2 separate regions of the Rattus norvegicus genome follow, and region 2 is linked to region 1. The links are chromatin contacts, called in public Hi-C maps. All regions are on one chromosome and are shown on one strand. Each heading gives the region's core, a stretch centred on a gene start, on an enhancer-like site or on the middle of the called end of the contact. The rest is flanking DNA. Distances are from core to core; before and after follow the strand shown. Region 1 overlaps Fndc3b (fibronectin type III domain containing 3B). Region 2 has its middle 63 kb from the start of Fndc3b.

What was found. A called contact is a pair of places that touch in the nucleus more often than the background predicts.
Region 2: a contact with region 1 is called in a Hi-C map of liver, with 3 times the contacts expected there. The contact joins two enhancer-like sites. A contact is called at or near these places in 8 of 12 Hi-C or Micro-C datasets (the A7r5 cell line, Schwann cells, frontal cortex and 4 more) and 1 of 1 datasets of contacts at active chromatin or transcription factors (oligodendrocytes).

What each region holds. Positions count from the first base shown.
Region 1 is chr2:112,294,132-112,299,166 of GRCr8, forward strand. All of the region lies in intron 10 of Fndc3b (fibronectin type III domain containing 3B), which reads right to left. Among named protein-coding and RNA genes, the nearest start is that of Ghsr, 99 kb to the left of the region's middle. Within about 2 kb of position 1,885, at least 8 of the 93 cell types and tissues checked have an H3K27ac peak or open chromatin away from gene starts, as enhancers often do. A contact at or near this core is called in liver, where this site is marked.
Region 2 is chr2:112,536,936-112,541,970 of GRCr8, forward strand. It overlaps a transcript of Fndc3b not described here. Among named protein-coding and RNA genes, the nearest start is that of Fndc3b, 63 kb to the left of the region's middle. Within about 2 kb of position 3,051, at least 6 of the 93 cell types and tissues checked have an H3K27ac peak or open chromatin away from gene starts, as enhancers often do. A contact at or near this core is called in liver, where this site is marked.

The DNA.
Region 1 (5,035 bases), core at 635-3,134:
AGAGAAAGTTTCTGACTGAAAGAAAGCATTCATACCTGACAGGCTTCATATTACACAGGCATTAGAAAGAAAAAAAAATGACATTTAGAAAAGCTGTTGCAGTTCCAAGAGGGGTCCCTGGCCTAGTGACTGAATTCAGGGGCATGCATGCATCCTACTGGCCTGCCCACCCTGCCTGGCTTCCACGTGGCTTGAATGCAGAAGTGGTGGAGGAAATAGTGTTAAAAAGCAGGAAAAAAACCCAACAAATCACACACACACACACACAAAAAAATTTGTAAAAGACCTCCCCTCCAAAAGTGTACAATAAGTTTGGGGAATGTTTATAAACCAAGTGGGATCCTGGTTAGTAACAAAATCTACAAACAAATACAATTTTATGTTGGCAGAGGCAGGCAATCGGCTACTGCTTTAGACAAGATCAACAGATTCCCACAAATCAAAGGAATGATACACGAATGCTAATGAATCAGAAACTAAATATTTCTGACAGCTTTCACTGCCAGTGGAGGTTTAGATAATGTAGATCATGGCTTTCACATGCAGCAGAAGTATGTCTCCAGATGATTCTGAGGGACATGAGCTACGGTGTGTTTCCTCCTCTAACAAAATCTAAAGCGAGGTAGGTTTGCTGGGATGTGTTTTACCTAGAAAACGTATTTTGCGTGTGTTTATATTCATACATGTACAGTTGCACATATCTCTGTGTGTGTGTGTGTGTGTGTGTGTGTGTGTGTGTGCGCGCACACACACACGTACACAGCCTGAGGACAGCCTTGGGTGTTAATCCTTAGGCACTGTCCTCCTGATTTAAGACCGAGTTTCTCACTGATCTGGTTGGACTCTCTACCTCCCTACTCTCAAGAATGGAAAATCACATTTTAAACCTGGTTTTGAACTCAGGTCCTCAAGCTTGCATGACAACTATTTCACCTCCTTCACTCAGGAGACTTTTCCCTCCCTCCCTCCCTCCCTCCCTCCCTCCCTCCCTCCCTCCCTCCCTTCCCTTCCCTTCCCTTCCCTTCCCTTCCCTTCCCTCCCTTTCTCTTTTTTCTTTTCATAACTAGTCAGACTGGGCTAAGTTGCCTGCTAAAATGGCTTAATAGAAATGGGTAATATCCCTAGGTATTTTCATCCTGCCGTCATCAATAATCTGGTCAGCCCCAGACAGCGGGACAGCTGTGGCCAGGCCTGGTCCTGCTCTAGACCCTCCTGGGTGTGGTGCAGAAGATAGTCTAGCAGAGTTCCCAGCAGCACCAGGAAAGTGGCATGGTGCACCAGCTATGCCAAACACAAGCAATCTGGAGGAGTGGATGTGAAGACAGGCTCCGTCCTATTCTTGGTAGTTAATGAAAGATAAGTTTATCCCAACTGGAGGAATGAATAGGAGGAGCCAAGCCCACGGCCCTGGACATCGTGAGGCAGACATGGCTCTTAGGTTGCTGACCCACTTTGACATGAACTGAACTAACCCCAGACATGCTCTAACCTGACTTTACTGCCAGAGCCTGGGAGTCAAAGAGAAAGGCCGCCTTTCAGGTTCACTGGCTTGCTTCCGTTCATAAACTTGGGCTTGCCCCATGCTTGTTCACGGAGTTCATCTGAGGGCAGTGTTAATCTTTACTAGAATGTGAGTCTTGGGAGTACAAACTGTGCACACCAGCCTTGGGATGCTTCACTTGGCTTGGGGTCGGACATTCCAAGCCTGGCCTGCTTCCTTTTCCAAGCTCTACGACCCCCACCTGCTTCTAGCCTGATGTTGTCAGTTCAGGTGCTGCCCCCGACCCCCAAACTCTTGGTCAAAATTGCTCTTGAAAGACTTGGGACTTGCACAACAGCTGGCTCCTGTTCATTGCATCTACAGCCCTTCCAAAGCTAGAGATCCCAACCCTGTTCCCTCTTCCTCTTCTCATGGAAAAAAAACGACACTCATCTTATCCTCCCCCCACCCCACCCCACGGTTTGTTTTTGGAAACCTGGTCACCACAAGGGGATCTGCCATGGTTCACCAGGCCTACAGCACACACCTCACCATCTGAATCTGGGCAAGCAATTGCTTCTACTTCTGCCCCCATAGCCTAAGGAACCGACGTCTTCAGGGAGCACAGTGCACAGCTCACATGTGGTTGCAGTCCTGGTGATACTGTACATGATACGCTATGTTCTATGGACTTCCTGCTCTCTGAGGAATGGCAGTAACCTGCAACTTTTTCTGGCCTATAAAATGCTCCAAGCATGGGAAGGTGGGGGTGAGAGACTGGAGCTCAAGGAGGGCATTGGATGGCTACACAGCAGAGTCGGACTACTTCTGCAAATAGTTTTAAGAAGTAATGGTCATTCTAGGGACAGCGACCTTTTCTCTAAAGAGTACAGATGCCTTACTATACAGTTTACCTTAAAATGAAATTTGGGGATAAATCATACATGTAAAAGATTTTAAACACTGTTCTACATTTCTTTCTTACTCTTTCTGTCTATTTAAATATTTCTTTCTAATCTATAGTTGAAAATTAAAGTTGGTTATTATGAAAGTTTATACCTTTAGAAAAGTAACTTATTCTTCTTCCAAATTAAAAAGAAAACCAACACAAACCAAGCAATCAACAAAAGTCCCCACTCTGTTGAGCTGCAGTGAGCAAGCTGAGGATGCAAAGAATCCTGCTTCTCGGGGCAGCAGACAGTGGCATGGGAGACGGGGCTGTTCTCCCTGGGGACTGAGATGAACCCACACACAGTCCTGGTCCTCCAGCTTATTGAGCTGTGCTATGGATCACACCTGGTCTGGCCCTCTTACCAATTTCCCTCTCTCTCCCTCCCTCCCTCCTTCCCTGTCTCTTTGTGTCAGCATGGGGGCATGGGGTGCCTTCCTGCCTCTTGAGCTCTCTGACTAAACTGGAACTTCTTTTTCCTGCTCTTCCTTCTCACCTGAACACACAACAGAGAAGCAAGAGTTGAAAAAACATTTTGCTTTGAAAAGTCCATGCTCTTGTACCCAACAGTCTGAGGGCACAGCACCTAAACATCTGGTGGATTCTAAGACTCAAGGCAGTCAAGAGAAGCCTAGGACACAGAGAGTGACTTTGGGCATGGAATTCTTTCATTCCTATCTGTGAAAAAAAAATAGTCATTCTCTAAGCTCTAAATGCACATAGGCTACTGTCTTCCAGAACTAAGGTACAGGAGTGACACATGGGACTTCTGCACTCATGACAAAGTGTCTGCCTCTACAATTGGGCATTTGCTTTGTGATCATGACCACACTGAGCATGCCATGCTCTGAGGACTCCCAAAGCCAGCAGAGACCTCTACAATGACAATGAAATTGCCCCAGAATTCCCACTGGATCAATGATCCCTCTCAGCTAATCCTCAGGGTTCACAGTGCTGGCCAGCTGTTCCCCAAGACCAGCCCAATCCCTACTCCAGGATCCATGAAAGAACATGGCTGAGTGTTTAAAAGACCTGGATTTGACGCCCAGTACTACACAAGCAGGGTATTCACCTGTACATGGAGGTGAAGGCAGAAGGATCAGGCGTTTAAAGACAAACTAGTCTACAAGCAAAAGTGAGGCCATCTTGTAACACACATGGGTCTCTCAAAAGTAATCATGGAAAAAAATAGAATGACTGAAAGTCATTACTGTGGTAACTTGTTGTACAATTCCATACTCCTATGTCCCTGGTCTTAACTTCAGTCAACTTCTATCGTATGTCTGCACTACAGAGACAGAGGCTTGGCAGAAGACTGAGAACCTCACTTACCAAGTGCATGAACAAGAGGTTCCAATGCCCTAAGCTACACACATTTCCTCTCAAAGACATCCGATAGAGTAAAGGACCTTTCAAATGGCTTTGAAATGTACTGCAGGTGCTAAAATCAACCAAACTTCTAGACAACAATTATTAATCTACACTGCCTCTTGGGGGCAATGTAGTTACTTCATTTTACAGAACTGCAGTTTAGAGCAAGCAAAAATTTTGCTTGTTTCCTTCCTTCTTTCCTTTTCCTTCCTTCCTTCCTCCCTCCCTCCCCCCCCCCTCTCTCTCTCTGTCTCCCTCCCTCCCTTTCCTCTTTTCCCCTCCTCCTCCTCCTCCTCCTCCTCCTCCTCCTCCTCTTCCTTTTCTTCCTCCTCCTCCTCCTCTTCCTTTTCTTCCTCCTCCTCCGACATTACTGAGAATGGAACCTAGAGGTTTACACAAGATAGACAAGCACTGTACTGCTGAGCTATATTCTCAGTCCCAGGGCTAAGACTTTTTAGCATGCCATTCCAAGGTTTGAGCACATATAAAACAGCTTTTCCCAGGACCTCCACTTCCAAGCGGGCTTCCAGTTCTCCGAGAGGACACAATGGGAAGGAGTTCTAGGAGAAAAGCCAATTCATAGAAGGGCCAGCCTGCTTGAAAGCTGCTAGGGCGGCACCCTAAAAAGTACTTGATTCTGTGCATAGGACCTGACTAATTTTTAAACTTAAAAATGAGTTTAAAAACAGCATGTTTCTGTTTGTGTTAATTTGACAAAGAATGTAACAGAAAGATTGAAAACACTGAGAAATACTTTTTCCAGTAGCTTTTCCTCTACTGACTACCCTCAGAGCAGCTGTCCTCAGTACGTGGGAAGATGGACTTTCTACAAGGACTGGCTTCTGCTTCAGGAACTTAACACTTCTAGGCTAATTCTACACACATAATTCACGAGCACCCCAATTAATTCAGGCTTGCGTTTGCCTGCCAGAGTAATTCTGTTCACTGTGGGGGCTGTGATGCCCTGGCTACCATTCCCAATTAGCTTGGCACCACCAGTGCTGGAAGAGGGTATGTCCAACAAAACTGGCACCGGCCACTGAAGTTGGCTGGTATTTTCAATTGCCTTGAAATTAATAGATTAGAAATGTCCCCTTGTTTATTTTCCACAACATCTTCATCCTTGGCACACGGGAATGGGGGTGGACGGCTGAGTTGGCAAATGCTGGCCATGGAAGCAGGAGGGCTGAAGCTGCATCTCAGAGCCCATACAAGAGAATGGTGCAGTGGCACAG
Region 2 (5,035 bases), core at 1,801-4,300, 240 kb after region 1:
TGTAGGTTACACCCTATCATGGAAAAAACCAAGACAGGTGCATAGAGACAAGAACTGAAACATGGAGGGCCTTTGCTGACTGGAGTTTCCAGGCTTATGTTCAGCTACCTTTCTTACAAACCCAGGACCACCAACCTAGGGAATGGTGCCACCTACAGTGGGCTGGGTCCGCCTTCCAGCCCGACTTCATAATTGTCAATCAATAAAATGCCTCACAGACAGGCCCACAAGCCACTCAATGAAGGCAATTCTTCAACTGAGGTTTCTCTTCCCAGGTGTGTTAAGTTGACGACCAAGATTAGTCATCACAGATGTGTTTAAAGATACTTGATTATTTCTGGTAAATTCCTCTAGTCACCAAGAATGTCTTCCTTTAGAAGAAATAGGAAAGGAGTACATGTCTAACCTATCTAAATATTTAATTCATGAATTCCTACATCTACACCCAAAGGCAGAGGTAGGAGCAAACGGGCAGCTCAAAGCAACAGTGGGGCTAGAGATGCAGCCCAGGGGGCAGAATGCCTGCTTATTAAACGAAAGATTGGCACACGCCTATAATTCAACCCTCAATTTCAGCACTTGGGAGGTGCGGGCAGGAGAAGCAGACATTCAAGACATCCTCGGCAGGTAGTGATGGAGGTCTAAATGAGACCCTGCCTCAGAAGACAAACAAAAGCAGTAGCATCCTTAAAGCCTTTAGGGGCCAACAAGATGGCTCAGGCCTGGAAAGGTGCTTGCCACTTAAGCCTTGTGACCTGAGTTCAGTCCCCCTGAGTTGATTTCCTCGCCTTACCAATATGCCATCAAGTACTTACAGATGAAGAGACATTCACAAGGGCAAAACAAGTGTCCCCAGAACACCAAAACCAACAAGGTGGCAGAGTTGTGCTCCACTTGGGGGTGGACAGGAAGGTGGGGTGCTGGCTGCTCTGGTTCACTCTGAATGCAAATACAGCTACAACTGCTGCCAGGTGCTGGTTCAAGTTCCTATGGGAGCACCAGGAAGAAGGCAGGTATTGTGACATCTACTGTGAACACCAACCTTCTAGGGTCCCCTGCTTCTCCACGGGTTCCCAACAGTGAGCCACGATCAGCCCACACTGTGATCTCTCACTGTTTCGAAGGGCACTAGTTTTCCCATCCTGCTAAAATGGTTTGTTCTCTTAATTAGATAAACATTACTCTGGTGATATATTTAAACTTTTGATATTTATACTAAAACCTTTTTTAAACATTATTTACTTAGAGCAGGGAGGGCTTGCATGTGTCATAGCAAACTTATAGGTCAGAGAATAACATATCAAGAGTCGGTTCTCACTCACCACTATGTAGGTCTTGGGGTTCAAATTCAGGTCATCAGGCTGCAAATGCCTTTACCAGACCAGCCATTTTGATGGCCCTAAAACCTTTACATTAGGCATAGGGTGGTCACTTGTCATTCTAGCTTTGCCTGCATAGTTACAAAGTTCTAATTAGCTGCAGCTAGACAAAGTACAATGAAGGTACATCTAACAAAGGTCTCTTTCCCAGAAGATGCAAAATCCAAGCACCTAACAGCTAAATTAAATCATTTGTTTCCTGGGGTTTCAGAGAGAGAGAGAGAGAGAGAGAGAGAGAGAGAGAGAGGGAGGGAGGGAGGGAGAGGGAGAGGGAGAGTGTGTAGGAGGAAGGGAGAGGTGTTGACACTGGGTGTGTCTTCCTCAATCACTCTCCACCTTATTGTTGAGACAGGGTCTCTCAGTGAACCGGTAGCTTGTGGATTCAGCTTGCGTGGTGACCAGCGAGCCGCTGGGCTCTTCCTCTCCGCACTCCTGCACTGCATTTACAGACTTGCCCCGTCCACAGCCTTTCACATGGACGCTGGGGTCCACACTCAGCTGGCAGCACAAGCACATTATTCTCTTTGTTGTCTCGCTGAAGGTATGCCGGTTTTACCACTTGTCAGATTTTGAAAGGGAAAGAAGAACTGGAGTGGCCACCAGCCTGCTTCAGGGGTTGGCTGGGAGTTTACTCTGTACAGTTGCTAAAAAGATGAGCCAAGCTGCTCTGCGTGTAAGAAGAAAAATGCTTTAAATGCTTTGCCTTTACCAAAAGAAAAAGAAGAAAGGAGAGCATTCCATTCACAAAGAACCGAGTCTCTCTGTCACTGTCTTCTGCATCAATAAGGGTATGAAATAAAGTTACACTCTCAGCTCAAATACAGTCATTTAACACAGACACTTTAAACACTGATACCAAAACCTCAACTCTCTTTGCTTTTAGCTCAACATCATCTCACAACACCCCCAATGCCCTCCAAAAACACATGCATGCACACATGTGAATGTGCAAACACACACACACACACACACACACACACAGAGAGAGAGAGAGAGAGAGAGAGAGAGAGAGAGAGAGAGAGAGATTTAGAAGTCACAGGGAGGATAAACACTATGGTCATGAAATCTAACCGGAGTTCCACTCAGGAGCTGTGCTGGAACTGACTATTGCCAAGAACATTAGAACTTATGAATGTGAAACCAACACATCTTAAACCGGTGCAGGGAAAAGAAATTCAAAGACTGATCTCTGCTCACAGGAGGAAACATCCTCACTGGCAGAAGGCTGTCCACAGGACCTCACAAGATGACAAGCTCCTCACCCTCCTATCCCACAGCTCCTGTCCCACATACCTCTGGTCTCCAAGGACTGATCCTTGTTACTAAATGTACTACAAAGAACTGTCACCCAGGTGAGCCACGACTTCACACTGGGTTCTCCTTGGCTGAACCTTGCAAAGGGGGTCAGGTAATCCCAAGCCACCCTCCTGTGCTCAGTCTGACAGAGTGCTTCCGTCTAGCCACCAGGATCCAAGCATGTTCCACACACACCCCCACCCCAAAGCACTGCTCACCACCTGCTTCAGGGTTGACTCAAGGCCTCTGTTTATTCTACTTTATTCATTCAGACACCAGAGTGTAAACTGAAGAACAAAGCCGCCCCTCACCACCCACACATTCCCGACAGTAAAGAGCGAAGGTCTACCTGGAAACAGAGTTCTACCAGGAACACTCTGAAGCTCTAGTACACTGACCTCAACGTGAAGAATAGCAATGGTGTCTCCACTGTGCAAAGTGGGGAGGCTGCAGGGATTGGCCAGCCCTGAAAACAAGACGATGTTCTCAGCTGCAAGTGTTGAAAGCTCAAATAAGAGGCTCAGATAACACAAGGACTAAAGCCCTGCCTGTCATTCCGTCTTGGAATCTCTTCTCAGAAACTGCACTTCTGCTTCATCTCGACAATGACCCTGGACTGAGAAAGCCACACTGGCCTGCCCATGCATTCAACAATCTGGTCCAGCCAAAACCCACCTTGCCGAAACGCACAGGGAGGGCGACTTAGCGGCAGGACCTATCCCACTGTTAATGAGGAGTAAATAGGAAACATCTAAGCTTTAAGTTTTATTTACTGACCACAAAAGGGAAAGTAAATGATTTTCAAACTGTCTCAGCACAAATCCATGGCCTCTAAAACATGCAAATAACACAGGGCCAGCTCCAATTGAAACTCTGTCATAATAACAACTGCTGAATTTATGTAACGCTTTGTCAAACCTTTTTAAAGACACAGACTAATGGGTGCGATAATTGTTTTAAAAGATACACATGAATTGTATTCTCCTTATACTAAGATGAAAAAAAAAAAAAAAAAAACAAGTTGAGAGGTTTAAAAGTTTGCCCGAGACACAGAGATGCAAAGGAAAATGATTCCTTGACAAACTAACTATGTTTGCTGACACAAAACTCCTGCTAAGATTCAGCCCTTAATCTTTGCCTGTCAATCCATGGCTTCAAGATTACTGTAAGTCTCTCACTTATATCTTGATGTCCTAACAAATTGAACCATGCATATATCATGGTTAAATCTTGTTTCCATATTTGGCACACTCCCTAGGACACTATAATTCTATTTATAACACAGTTCTTTATCCTGATTCTGTGAACATAGTGAAATGCTCCCCACGGCCAGGAGTGGGTATGAACAAGACATTCAAACAGCCGAATGTTCTCATTAACCAATGCCTTGCCTGTGGTTGAATTTATAACTTTCCAATAGCTGGAGGCAACGTGATTTATATTCACACTAAAAATAATACTGCAATTTAAAACTGATTCATTGCTGTAAGTCTCTGGGATTCTACTGTGTTCTAGAGCCACAATTATGACCTGTGATTACCCCTGCAACTCGGAAGGACACACACGCATTCAGGTATCTTTATAGTGAACACGGAAGTTGTTTCTTAAAAAATCTTAAGAAAGTGTGGGCTGAAAAAGCTGTCTCAGGAGCTAAGAGCTTGCACAGCTCCTATGAAGGACAGAGTTCAGTTCCCAGCACTAACCGGGACAGTTCACAACCTGTAACTCCAGCTGCAGGAAACCTTACACCTCTGGCCTCCAAGAGTGCCTGAACTCACACCAGCCGGCCCACACAGTTATACACATAATTAAAAATAAATTTCCTTTTAAATTCTAATAAAAACACATTATTTCTCATTTGTCTTTCCCTAAACCATTTGAGAAACGAGCCCAAGTGACTACACAAATAGACAAGAGGACTGGGAGAGAAAGCTCAGTGGGCAGGAGTGCTTCCCTGTAAGCATGAGGACTTGAGTTCGAATCCCCAGGCCCAGTTAAAAAGCCTGCTGTGGCCACAGGCTCCTGTCAGCACAGCACAATGAGAGGTAGGAAAGGAGGACTGCTGGGTTTGTGGCTGCCAAACCAGCTCTGTCTCAAGAGAATAAGGCAGACGGTGACAGAAAGGACTCTGGCTTCCACACCGGATACAATGTGCACACACATTCACAAGTGAAACACTCTGCTCCTGGAGTTAAAATATATTTCTTTTCTTTATAGCTTATGTGGAAAAATGGCTTGACACAAATTAAATACTCTTATACATTAATCTTCCTGGTGGGGTGAGGTATCAAGGGTGCCCATCCCCATGTCTGCCACTGCCACCCTCCCCTTACACTCAGAACAAAAAAGAAAGGTTCTGG